2 separate regions of the Gossypium hirsutum genome follow, and region 1 is linked to region 2. A link is a contact called in public Hi-C data. All regions are on one chromosome and are shown on one strand. Each heading gives the region's core, a stretch centred on a gene start, on an enhancer-like site or on the middle of the called end of the contact. The rest is flanking DNA. Distances are from core to core; before and after follow the strand shown.

Region 1 (6,726 bases), core at 2,997-5,496, 150 kb before region 2:
GTTTTCATTTTCAGCTCAATATTTAGGAAGGTTTGAACAAAAATATTAAGTTCAAAAAATGAATTTGGGTATAAAAAGGCCCAATGTAAAAACAGGCTGGTTTTGGTCATAGCTTTTTATTTAAAGCTCAACCTTGTCCTGTTCGTTTTACCATTAGTTGTACAAATCTTTGAGATATTTGTTCTTTTCAAGAGAGACCGATCACTATGTGTAAACTTTGAGTGGGCTGCACGAGCTTGGACTATGCTAGAGAGTTGGGCGTTTCTTGGGCAGTCACAAAGCTTCTTAATGTCCGGAACGACCCCTATAAGGTTCAAACCTTGGACATGTTCAGTATTTACATGTTAATATAATATCATATACAAAGATGAGTAGTAGTTTGTGGTTTACCCGCATCTTTTAGTGTAGAGGTTTAAATTCCAGTACTTGCAACTGCAAGTTTCCCTTTTGGTATTTAGCCCTTTTTCTGCCAAATTATATTATATATATCTTCATAATAAAAAAATAAACAAAAACAATTACTTTATAAATAAAAGATAAATTTAATATAAAATAATTAATTCAAAATTTTAGTAGTTACACAGTATATAATTTTGTTTTAGTAAAAGAATGATGATAAATATAAAAATAATGATGAAAAATTACCTGAAAATATATTATATTCAAAATCTAATATAATTTTAAGTTAAAATTTTATAATATTAGTTAATATATAAAATATAATTTTAAAAATAACTTATTAATTAATATTACTATTAAGTACCATCATTAATATTGTAAAATATTAGCCCAATTAATATTAATAATTAATAATTACATAAGATTTTAAATAGAGTTACGTAATAATTCCAGTTATAACTGTAAAACATATATTCAATAGGTGTTGTGACCCACACCCAAGGTTTGAACCTTGAGACACACCCTCCTCTCCCAGAGTATCAGAAAAAGAAATTCTATGCATTAATAGAATCATAAACTGCCCTTTATTGTTCTTTAATTTTTTTTAATAATATAAAATTATTAATTTTTTTGATACAATAGAATCACAAACTCACACACCCATTTAAATTGGGCCTGTGGATTGATCCCACAACCTTGGGGATATGGTGAACTCCTTTGACCAATAGGTCAAATGCTGGGGTTCATATAAAATTGTTAATTATAATACTCGTTAATACAATTTAAAATATATATTCTGTAATAATTTACATTAATATGATTATACATTATGTTCAATAATATTATTTTAATAATATTAAATTCTTAGGAAGTGGATCAAAAGTTGCAAATTTTGAAGAAGAAATTAGGAGGAGGAGACTTTGGTGCACTTGAGGAAATCCGTCAGACGGTTCTGCAGCTGAGGGCACCATCCCAATTGGTATGTATTTTAGTAGTTGAACTTGAGATGTTTCTTCTGCTAAGATTTCAATGCTTACTTGATAGCAATCATAGCATCATCAGCTTGAAACAATATTTTGTTGAGTTCTTCTCTGGATGAGAAGTTTTTGATTGTCCAAAAGAAAATTTTCCCTTCTGCATTCTCCTACAGTTGTATCTCTATGTGAATCTGAATTTTCTCAATAATTTTTTGCCTCCCTAAGTTTATTGCATCTAAGAAATTGATTGCACTTCTGGCTAGGAGATTTCTTTCACAGGCAGTTGATCAGATTTATTTCAATTTCTCATTTATCTTCAGGTGCAAGAGCTGAAGACCAAGATGCTGACTTCTGGCATGCCTTGGCCTGGAGATGAAGGTGAGCAGAGGTGGGAGCAAGCATGGACTGCTATAAAGAAGGTATACGATTTTTTCTGCAAAGAAGGAGCTTATGCCTCTAACACCATGTTTAGATAAACAATTATAAAGGAAAAGAAAGGAAAAATGTAAAGGGAGGAATGTTATGGAAAGGAAAGAAAACAATACGTTATGATTTTTCTTCCAATTATATCCTTTTTATAAAACAATTTATAAAAGATTAGAAGGACAAAAAGTATGTTTCACGTCCAATTTTCTTTTCAAGGGAAAGTAATGGATACTCAACTTTCTTTACTTTCCCGTGTTTAAATAAAATAACTTATCCAAACGAGATAAAGGTTCTTGTTTTCCTTCCCTTTACTTTGATCCTAACATAGGATAAATTTTGATTTCTACAACATGCCACTTCATTCGAATAGTGTTTTATCTGTAATCATACTAGGATCACAATGAGTAATGTCATTGTCCTTTACGTTTTACTTGCATCCAAACAGGAGAAGGATGCCTTTTGTCTTTCTCTGCATTTTAGTTTTTTTCTCCAATTTCCTTTTCCTAAAATTCTGTGATCCATACACTATGTTTCTTTTAGCATTCAGCCACGTTAACTTTTTACCTGTAACTAGGTCTTTCAAAATTTGTTCCTTCTATTCACATAGTTCTTAATTTAATTGTTTTGCTGGCTTGTAGTCACAGATTTCCATTTTGATCTATAGCACTGACATATTTGTTTTATGCTTTCAATCTAGGTATGGGCTTCAAAATGGAATGAGAGAGCATATTTCAGCACCAGGAAAGTCAAACTAGATCACGACTACCTCTGTATGGCTGTCCTGGTTCAGGAAGTAATCAATGCTGACTATGCATTTGTTATTCATACTACTAATCCATCGTCAGGGGACACTTCAGAGATCTATGCTGAGGTATGCATCAGCATTTATCAATTTTCTATCATGATCTCCTGTCATTTGTTCCCCTTGAGGAAGAAAAAGGAATTATTTGATTTCTGTTTGACTTAGGTTGTCAAGGGACTTGGAGAAACTCTTGTTGGAGCTTATCCAGGTCGTGCTTTGAGTTTTGTTTGCAAGAAAAACAATCTCAACTCTCCTCAGGTAAAACATGCCTACATATTTAATACTGGGTACAATTAACGAAGTAATGCAGAATAAGATTAACCATCAATACAATTCCCTTACCATCATATCATTGAAAAAATTATATTTGATCACAAAGCAACTAATCATATTCTCCACTAACGATTTCCGACATATTTCAGGTTTTGGGATATCCAAGCAAACCAATTGGTCTCTTCATAAGGCGTTCCATTATCTTCCGATCTGATTCTAATGGTGAAGATCTAGAAGGTTATGCAGGTGCTGGCCTTTATGACAGGTAATCTCCTTCCAAACTTCCTTGCAGAAAGCGTGCAGTGTGCTTATTATTTGATGTGTTTGATTTTTCCTTTTGTTGGGACTGTACTGTCCTTAAATGGAAAACTGTTCCATCTTCCGAATTGTTAGTGATCAATGTCTATTATTTTATTCTTCCGGAGATGCACATGAAGTGAACATTTACGGCTGAAGGAAGCAGGGTCCAATCTGCCTTATTGTTTTTCATGCAAAGGGCATGGTTAGATTTTTATGTAGTAACTGCTTTTCTAGAGCCTAGAGGAATCTCCAGATGGCCAATACTAACGCCACTAAAAGTCTAGCACTTGTTCTTGGTCTTGCAATTTGGTCTAACAAAGAAAGTTACTTATCATATGATCTTGTTCCCCTAATTCTTTTTAAAAGAAACTTTTGCACGGACGCTTAATAACACCAATCTTTTTTGTGCAGTGTGCCAATGGATGAAGAAGAGAAAGTGGTGGTTGATTACTCATCGGACCCGTTGATAAATGATGGCAAGTTTCAACAAGCAATCCTTTCTAGCATTGCTGGTGCAGGAAATGCCGTAGAGGAACTGTATGGATCTCCACAAGACATAGAAGGTGTGATCAGAGATGGGAAGGTGTATGTTGTCCAGACAAGACCCCAGATGTGATCCTCTCATTTGTTTCTTTTTAGTATAATAATTATATTCTTTGGGCAGTGTTTTTTTGCCTATGCCGACGTTGTAAAATGAGTAAAACATACAACACTGAAGAAGAGGTGAAAATGAAATAGAAACAAAATGTATAAAGAAAGAATAAATATTCTAAATCGCAGAACTAATAACTTGTTTGTACGTGTATGCATACATTATATGAAGATGTTTCCTGGGGTCCTATTCTATCTACTCTTAAATTTAGACCTTTTACTTCTTTTCTTTTAGTTGACAAGATTATTAGAGAAATTTTATTCTATTCAGATATTGGATTATTTAGTATTTTTAAAATTAAAAATTAGCTTATGATGGAAGGATTAAATTTTAAGTGGGGGAGGAGTACAGGGATTGGGAGAGCTAGACTGAGAATCGTCCGACTACCAGTTTTGGTCGGAGCAAAACGCAAGTTTTGTTCATGTGGGCCTAAACACATTCATTTGTAGTTAAATTAATCAAGGTATGATGCCAAGAAACAGCCCTATCATCTGCCCATCCTACTTGCGGGACAATGTTTTTACCCAACTTAATATTAAAATTATCCTAAAATATATAATTATTATTAATTTTTAAGGACATATAAATATTATATACACTCAATCATATATGATATCTTTTTTAATTTAATTTTATTTAAACTACTTAAAAATAATTGAAAATTTGGAAAAGAGAATGTCAACATGTTGAAACTATTTGCAGGAACAATATTAATCAAAAGTGAAATTTGAAAATATTGAAATCAATTGTTAAACATTAAAAAACTGATAAAAATTATAAAAATGACGAAAATAGAAAAACTGAAACCAGTCATCAAAAATTAAAAAGCCTAGAAAAATATTAGAAACTGGAATTTGGGATGATTAAATTAAAAAAAAACTAAAAGTTATTTGAAAATTATAAAATAAGAAAACATGTTTATTTATTTATTAAAATTTTTAAAATTTTTACTAATTTAATTAAAGTTAAGTTAGAGAAAATACTAAGTATGGTGAAGTGTATAATGATAAATTTACATTTTTAAAAGTTGATGTGAAATTATTTGACTGGTGCTTAAAATTTCTAGTTGTTAAGATCATCTAAATATAATTTATTTTTTTATAAATGATAATAATGTTAAAAAATTATACAAATTTAATAAAAAATAATTTTTTTTCAAGTTATTAAAATTTGAAATTATAAATATAGTTTTAAATTATTAAATTCTTTTTCAATTATTATCATTATACATAATTAATAAATTTTATTCAAACATAATTTTTTATTATTCTGAGCAAATATAACTTATTTTGGTCTAAATTTAGTAACAAATAAATTAATCTATTAAAGGTATGGACTTAATTTAACATGCTAATTGCATAATCAACAAAATGTGACGGACCAAATCTGGGATTAGCCCATTATCCATTCCTCCAAGGTGTCATTATGCCAATATCCATAGACACTCTTTTTATGCATAGGTATATAGATTTGAGAGTTTAGTTGAAGATATTAAATTAATAATTATATTATTTCCAAAATTAACTGTTTGAAAAAGGTCTCGTTGGCTCCAATTAACTTTAATTTTTAAAATAAAATTGTATTGAGAAATAATTAAAAATAACATGTTTTGACGATTTTCAGTCCAAATTATTTGACGATTCCTTGATTTTTGTCTGTTAGATATTAGTCCTGTAGGTCCATTTGAATGGGCGCTAAGTTTTAGTGAGGTTAAAAACGAAAAATAGTCTGCTCTTGGTAGCACGTCCTCTGTCTGCTCTTGGTAGCATTTTTGGTTTTATTTTGTCTTTTAGTATTCTTGTGCTTGTTTTTTTTTTTTGAAGTTTTGTTTTGTCTTTTTAAAGTTTTTTTTTTACGTTAGTTATGGAGAGAAGACAAGATAGAGAAGGAAATGGAAGGCTTAAATCTTGAAGATGAAGAAGATATTGAAATTTCGTTGCTAATAGATCGGGAGGCACAAAAATCGACTTACGAGTTCTGTTTGGTTGGTTGTTTATTAACATCAAGTATTGTTTATTTCCTAGCTATGAAAAATACTACGGTAAATCTTTGGCATCCCTTAACGGGAGTACTGATCTCAGATTTTGGAGAAAAAATGTTTCTTTTCAAGTTTTTCCATGAGATGGATATCAAGTGTGTAATGGAAGGGGCCCATGGACTTTCAATAATCACTTGTTGATTTATCATCGTTTAGAGAAAATGAAAACCCGATGCAAGTTCCTCTGGTATTTTCACCTTTACGAGTTCAGGTTAATGATCTTCCCCTTGGTTTCTTTCCAGAAAGTGTGGCAAACCAAATGGGGAATTTTGTTGGATGTTTTGTGGAGTACAATGCGAAACCTCTGAGTAGAGGATTCATGAGTTTCTTGCGTTTTAGAGTAGATATGGATATCAGGAAGCCATTGAAAAGAAAAAAGAAGATCATGTTATCCTCATCAAATTCAACTTATGTCTCCTTTTGATATGAGAGGCTGACTTTATTTCATTTTCTCTGCGAGCGATTGGGACATAATGATAAATTTTGCCTTGTCCGATTAACAAAGGGGGACGAGGTTTTGGAGTTGGGATAGAACTCAAATCTGAAAGCACAATCTAGAAGAGTTGTGGTTGAGAATAGCGTCTGGTTTAGGAGGTAAGGGATGACGAATTTTGGGAAAAAAATCTAACAAGCCATCATTTGGGGAGAAATCAAGGAGAGAATGTTAGGAGAGATTTAAAGAAGAAAATAAATCCAATCTTGGGATTTAATTTGGAGGGATTTACTAAAAAAAATATAAATGAATTCTATAGGATCTTCCAATGGTGTAGGCCAATTTGAAATGGACCATGATATTGAGGAAAGCCCTATTGCACAGTTGGATGGAAAGAAAATGCATAGCATAGTCTTTTTGGACTCT
Region 2 (6,201 bases), core at 293-2,792:
GAAGATGTTGTCTACACATTGTCCCCTTTAGACACAAATCGCTATCGTGGTAGGCTTGCATGTTAAACAAAATGCTTGACGTAGACAGCCTGCTCAAAATTCTAGTATTTGTGCTTTCGTATGCATCCCAACTCTTAGAAGAGGAGCGCAAGTCCGGATCATGCATTTCAAGCCTGTTCAGTTCACTTTTCTCTTTAGCAGCGTTAGTAAGTAGGAAGGGAATGACTCACCTCGTCAAGGAGACAACGTGTGAGTCATTAGGGTCCCGCTCTTGCACTGCATTGTCAGAATGCTTATGGTGTGGATTTGCGCTTGCAATTGAAAATGCTATGCGGAAATTCTTCTTTTAAGTTGGACACAATATAGTAAGTTTACAGCTTGGTTGACAGAAGCATGATGTTAGAACTTAACCATTGGTATCTGCAACGCAGCCACATGGTTTCTTTAACTGCTCCCCTGCGGTCGATGTTCCTCCTAGCACGACCGATCTGGAGGTCAAGGACAACGACATTGCAACAAAGCCTATCCAAAATGTGATAATTGCGAAGCTTTGATTTCATATCTGCAGTCTGCAAAATGTTTAGCAAACTACAAACAATTGAGCCATTGATTGGCCTCACGTTATTAAGTAAGTATGAACATCTGGATTTGTTTGTCCTCATTTTTTAACCGCCCTTGAACATTTGTGATATAATTAACTCGGGTTGAATCCTAATGTAACATTTCACTCTGAATAATTGGATCGATTGTAGTTAATTAACATTTAAAGTGTGTTAAAAAAAATAACTTCAATACAAAAATATTATATATATATGTATTGGTGCTATGGTATACCCGTTGTGCGGGTGAAAGAAATAAAATAACAAGGCAATTCATTTTCATTTTTTAGTCAAGTTGTTTGTAGTAACTAAATTTGGTCTTTTTTGCCACATTTTTATATTCATATTTTTTCATGAATTTTCATCTCTATATCAATTTTTATTTTCATAAAATTTTTCCATTTAACTCATTTTTCAAATTTCTTAGAAATTTCACTAAACAATGTTAGATGTCTTATAAAAATTTTTTGGGCTGTTACAATGTCTATTAGCAAACCTACTCTTGTTCTGTGAAATTCTCACAAGTTAATAGCTTAATTAAAGGTAAAAGTTACAAGGAAATCATTGTAATGTAAGTAGATTGCAAATTTGTCAATTTATTAAAAATGGTTAAATTAGTCCCTTATGTTAGATTAAATATTAAATTGATCATTCTGTAAAAATTTTGTAAAATTCTATTGTTAAAAAGTGATCTTTATACATTAGAATAATGTACACATGACACATTATATGTAACTGTTACCCTTTACTCAAAAAATAAAAATTAGTCTTTATATGTTAGATTAAAGAGCAAACTGATCATTTTTTTAAAAGTTTCATCTATTTTTATTGTTAAAATTGGCCCCTATATGTTAAAATTAGTTATATAAATTTTTAATAGTAGATAATTATAAAATTTTTAACAGAAAAAATAAAAAAATAATAAAATAAACAAAATACAATCTAACTCTTACTATATTTTTAAAATTTTAACATTTTTGTAACATTACCTTATTTTTCTTATTTCAATTTTCCTATTTAAATTGCTAACAGTCTTAGGAAAAAAATCAAGGCATTGGAAGATGAAGCTCTTACAAAAATATGTGAGACTTGAGAAAATAACGTAGTGCCAACATCATCAACCTAGAAACGAATCAGAGGCGCTGTCGCGAAGCTAAAACAACCGTCCTACGACATCCCAAAATCGTGGATTTGACCACTCTAGCACCTCCAAAGAACCTCTCCAAACCACGAGCACTGAAATGATCAAAAGGACTCGAGCAACAAGATAGAAGCTTCCCTCATTCAAGAAAGAGTCGAACCACTTTCCAAGTCCAACCACGCCCTTAACTCCCCTGAAACAGACAATCAAAAGGTGTAAACCAAAGATCCCCCAAAAAATAGGAAACAATTAAAAAATACTGTAAGAAGATTAAGCTAGATATGGGGAGAAAAAACCCTAGTTTAATCAGACAAGAGGCCAAACATTGCCCATGCAAAGAGCCAAAACAGCTTGGGAAACCCTAGAGTCGGCAAGTGTCGAGAGAGGGAGAAATTTTTTTTTATGCTTAGGATGTTAAGATACTGTATAGGTACAGATTATATTCCGCATCCTTATAATGAAAAGTAAATCAAACCTCTTCATTAAACATAGATGCCAAATATGTTTTTCTAAAGAAGAAGAACCTTAATTGCCATTTTTGCCAGTTTCATTTTTTTTTCACATCAGAAAAAATAAAAAAAGGATCATTTTCCTATAATTTTGTACTCCATATGACATGAAAACATAAATCATTTTTCAAATAAAAAATAGCCAATTAATTCATCTCCTCTCTTAAAAAATTGTAATGAAAATAAATTATTAAAAGAAGCCTGAGCTCGGCTCTGCTGCTGACTACACAAAACGAACATGCGAAGAATGAATGAGCGAACAGAACAGTAGACTAGATTGAGATTCTCAAAATCTGACTCTTCACTTCACTCATCCCCGAAAAAGGCACGAATTTTTATGGTAAAAGAGGCAACGTGTTGATGGGTTCGGTGGGGGAAAAGAGAATCGAGGACGACCTTTCCTATCCGATATTGCTTGCAGAACGAGTTCGCTCCGCCGCCGACGAGGCCGAGTCCTTTAAAGCCGACTGCTGGGAGGTTGGGAAGCAAGTGGATCGGCTTTCCCAAATTCTTCGAACCCTTGTCCGCTTCACCACCTCGGTTCAATCCCTCTATGAACGCCCGATTCGCCGGGTAATCGCCGAGGTTTCCAAAAACCTAGAGCGGGCCCTCACTTTAGTCCAGAAGTGCAAGCGCCATAGCATCTTGAGCCTTGTGGTGAGAATCACCAGCGCCGCTGATTTCCGCAAAGTGCTGAACCTTCTGGACGCTTCCGTCGGCGACATGAAGTGGCTCATGGGAGTCCTTGACGCCGAAAACAACGGCTCTGCTAGCGGAACCTTCCTTTCCCTCCCTCCAATCGCTAGCAACGACCCCATTATCTCCTGGGTTTGGTCTTGCATCGCAACCGTCCAAATGGGCCAATTAACCGACCGAATCGAAGCCGCCAACAACCTCGCTTCCCTCGCTCAAGACAACGACCGAAACAAAAAGATAGCCGTTGAAGAAGGCGGCGTCCCTCCTTTGCTGAAACTTCTTAAAGAAAGCTCCTCAATGGAAGCGCAAATCGCCGCGGCTAATGCCCTTCTTGTTTTGGCAAACGAACCGGAAAGAGTTCGCAGTATTGTTGAAGAAATGGGGGTCCCAATTGTGGTTCAAGTGTTGCGAGATTCTCCGATGAAGGTTCAAATCCCCGTAGCGAAATTGATAGCGAGAATGGCGGAGTATGATCCGGTGGCTCAAGAGGATTTCGCCAGAGAGAATGTGATTAGGCCGTTGGTCACTTTGTTGTCGTTTGAGACATTCGTGGACGATTCTGGGACTCTTTTGGGTAAGCAAAGCATCCATTCCATAGTTCAAATTAATAAAGAAATGGAGAAAAATTCTTGGACTTCATCGAATTCAAGGAATTATAGTTATGGACCCTATGCTAATTCATACTCAAATTTACACGTGGATGGTAGTACTAGGGGAGGAAACTATAGGAAAGAAAGGGAAAATGAGAACCCTGAAGTGAAAATTCAGTTGAAAATCAACTGTGCTGAAGCTTTATGGATGCTGGCTAAAGGGAGTGCTTCAAATAGTAGGAGGATAACAGAGACAAAAGGATTACTTTGCTTGGCTAAGTTGGTGGAGAAAGAACAAGGTGAGCTACAGTATAATTCTTTGATGACAATAATGGAGATTACAGCGGCTGCTGAATGGCATTCTGATCTTAGACGCGCGGCTTTCAAGATGAATTCATCTGCTGCTAAGGCTGTTATTGATCAGCTTTTGAGGGTGATCAAGGAACTGGATAGCCCTACATTGCAAATTCCGGCTATCAGATCAATTGGTTCTCTGGCGAGAACTTTTCCAGCTCGGGAGACTCGAGTGATTTGTCCTTTGGTGACACAGCTTGGTAACAACAATCAAGAAGTGGCAATGGAAGCTGCCATTGCATTGGGAAAATTTGCTTCTCCAGACAATTTTCTCAGTATGGACCATTGCAAGTCGATAATCGAGTTTAATGGTGTTCCACCTTTGATGAGATTGCTTACATGTGGCGAGAAGACACAACTGCATGCTGTGGTACTGCTTTGCTACCTTGCCATTCATGCCGGTGATCATAAAGCTTTGGAACAAGCTAGGGTCTTGACTGCCATTGAAGGGGCAGATCGAACAATGTTTGCACAACATCCTGATTTGAAAGACTTGGTGTCCAGGGCCATTTATCAACTCAACCTTTACCATACCCATACCGGAGTCCATCCTCAGAGGCAATTATATGCGCCTTAAATTATGCACCCAATATTTCCGTTTATGGTTATTTGTTTTGCTTTTCAGGTAAACCCTAAATTGGAAGGCAAAGCTAACAGGGCATACGCATAATAGATTTGGTAAGTTGGATGAAAAAAGTATAGGTTCAGCAATAGACAGGTTTCTGTTTAAGAACTATACGTTGTTCAAAATACCTTAGATGCTTTTATATGCCCTTTGATGGTTCAATTGTCTGAATATTTTCTTTCATGTTTATATGAGCAAATTGATTCCTTCAAACCTTTTCTAGTATTTTTATCTTCCTTGAACTTGTTACATTATTCCCTCATAGTTCTTTCTTACATTATTTTGTACGCTATGAATTTCCATGGACAAATTTTGAGGATAGGTCACTAGTTGTGGTCGCCATCTGCTCCCCAGACCACAAGTCTAGACAGCTCAACAACTTTAAATGCTTCCCCCAAAGACCATGGGCTGAGCTGATGTATGAATATAGGAAGGACCAAGGGAAAGCAAAGCAATCATCAAATTGATTCTTACCCATTGTTGCTAATAAATGTAAAAAGCCAATAGAAACAATATATCCTGTGTAGCCATCTCAAACATAAATGTTTTACCATCAATGGTGATTGATCAATTTGTCACAGTAATAACCATCGGTGCAATTGTCAATCCTAGTGTGAGAACCGTTCTACAACTATTTTTATAGGAAAAAAAGAAAAAAGAAATAGAAAAAAGAGGGAGTTAAAACTTAAAACATGTTTTCTGGCTGTGCCACTCATACTAAAATATACCAACACTGATGGTTAACGAGCAAACAAGAAAATGCCAATTGTTTCTAGTTTTCAACCCGAGCTTTATACGGGTTATTTTATTAAGAAAAACTGAAAAAAAAATTATATCACATAAATTTAATAATTCCATAGTGTTTATATTTTTACGCAATGAATTTTTTAAATATAAAATACTTAGAAACAAATGAATGATAACATAAATGATTAATTAAAAAAAAGTTAAATATAAAATTGGTATATGAACTTCTCAACTTCTCTTAAATTGATACTTAATGGTTTTCCTTGTCTCATATTGGTAATTGAATTTTTTTCCTCAATTAAATTGGTACTCGAGCCTAACGCTGTTAAGTTCAAGACAAGTGGCGGAATAAGATTGTGACACCTAACATAAATGACATTATGATGATCTCATAATCTAAAAAAATAAAAAATAAAATTATTTTTTTCTTTTTGACTTTTCTCCCCCAATTTTTGTTGTGTAATTAGTTTCCTTTTTTGCTTTTTTTTCTGTCGTTTCTCTTTTTTCTTCTTTCTTCTTCCTCCCTTTTTTTTGTGTAATTATATTCATATTAATCACACACCATTATATAAAAAAAAACTACAATTTTGGATATCATATATAAAAATGTAAAGCTAAAATTTACTGCATTTTTGCTGCAATTATTCTTAATTTGACTCCATATCATAAAATGCCAAAAATATTTATTGGCGGGCAACTACTTATTATTAATGGGCTCTCCATTGCAAATTTGCAGCAAACATTATTAATTGCATAACAAAAATAAAAAGAGGACTAGTGAAAGCCTGTTTGGCTAGGAAGGAAAAAAAAAGGAGAAAAGAAAAAAAGAAGGAAGAAAACCCAAATTTTCTAAGAAGCCAAACAAGCTTCCTAGAAGGGCTTGTTCTTTTCCATCTCATTCATAATTTCTCTTGATTTTTCAGTTATTGAAGAGGGTTTT

The links. A called contact is a pair of places that touch in the nucleus more often than the background predicts.
Region 1: a Hi-C map of leaf shows a contact between it and region 2, with 2.6 times the contacts expected there. The contact joins the enhancer-like site here to the promoter of LOC107916594 in region 2. A contact is called at or near these places in 2 of 34 Hi-C or Micro-C datasets (both in leaf).

Annotation. Positions count from the first base shown.
Region 1 is chrA01:100,776,636-100,783,361 of Gossypium_hirsutum_v2.1, reverse strand. LOC107916586 (alpha-glucan water dikinase, chloroplastic) reads left to right here. Exons shown (of 36, transcript XM_016845865.2): 31 at 1,268-1,378; 32 at 1,697-1,795; 33 at 2,500-2,673; 34 at 2,770-2,862; 35 at 3,027-3,142; 36 at 3,589-4,016. The coding sequence ends at 3,793. Among protein-coding and RNA genes, the nearest start is that of LOC107916586, 14 kb to the left of the region's middle. Within about 2 kb of position 4,246, at least 2 of the 9 cell types and tissues checked have an H3K27ac peak or open chromatin away from gene starts, as enhancers often do. A contact at or near this core is called in leaf, where this site is marked.
Region 2 is chrA01:100,625,376-100,631,576 of Gossypium_hirsutum_v2.1, reverse strand. LOC107916594 (ARM REPEAT PROTEIN INTERACTING WITH ABF2) reads left to right here and starts at 1,542. Exons shown (of 2, transcript XR_005921866.1): 1 at 1,542-4,567; 2 at 4,837-5,135. It also overlaps the pseudogene LOC107916593.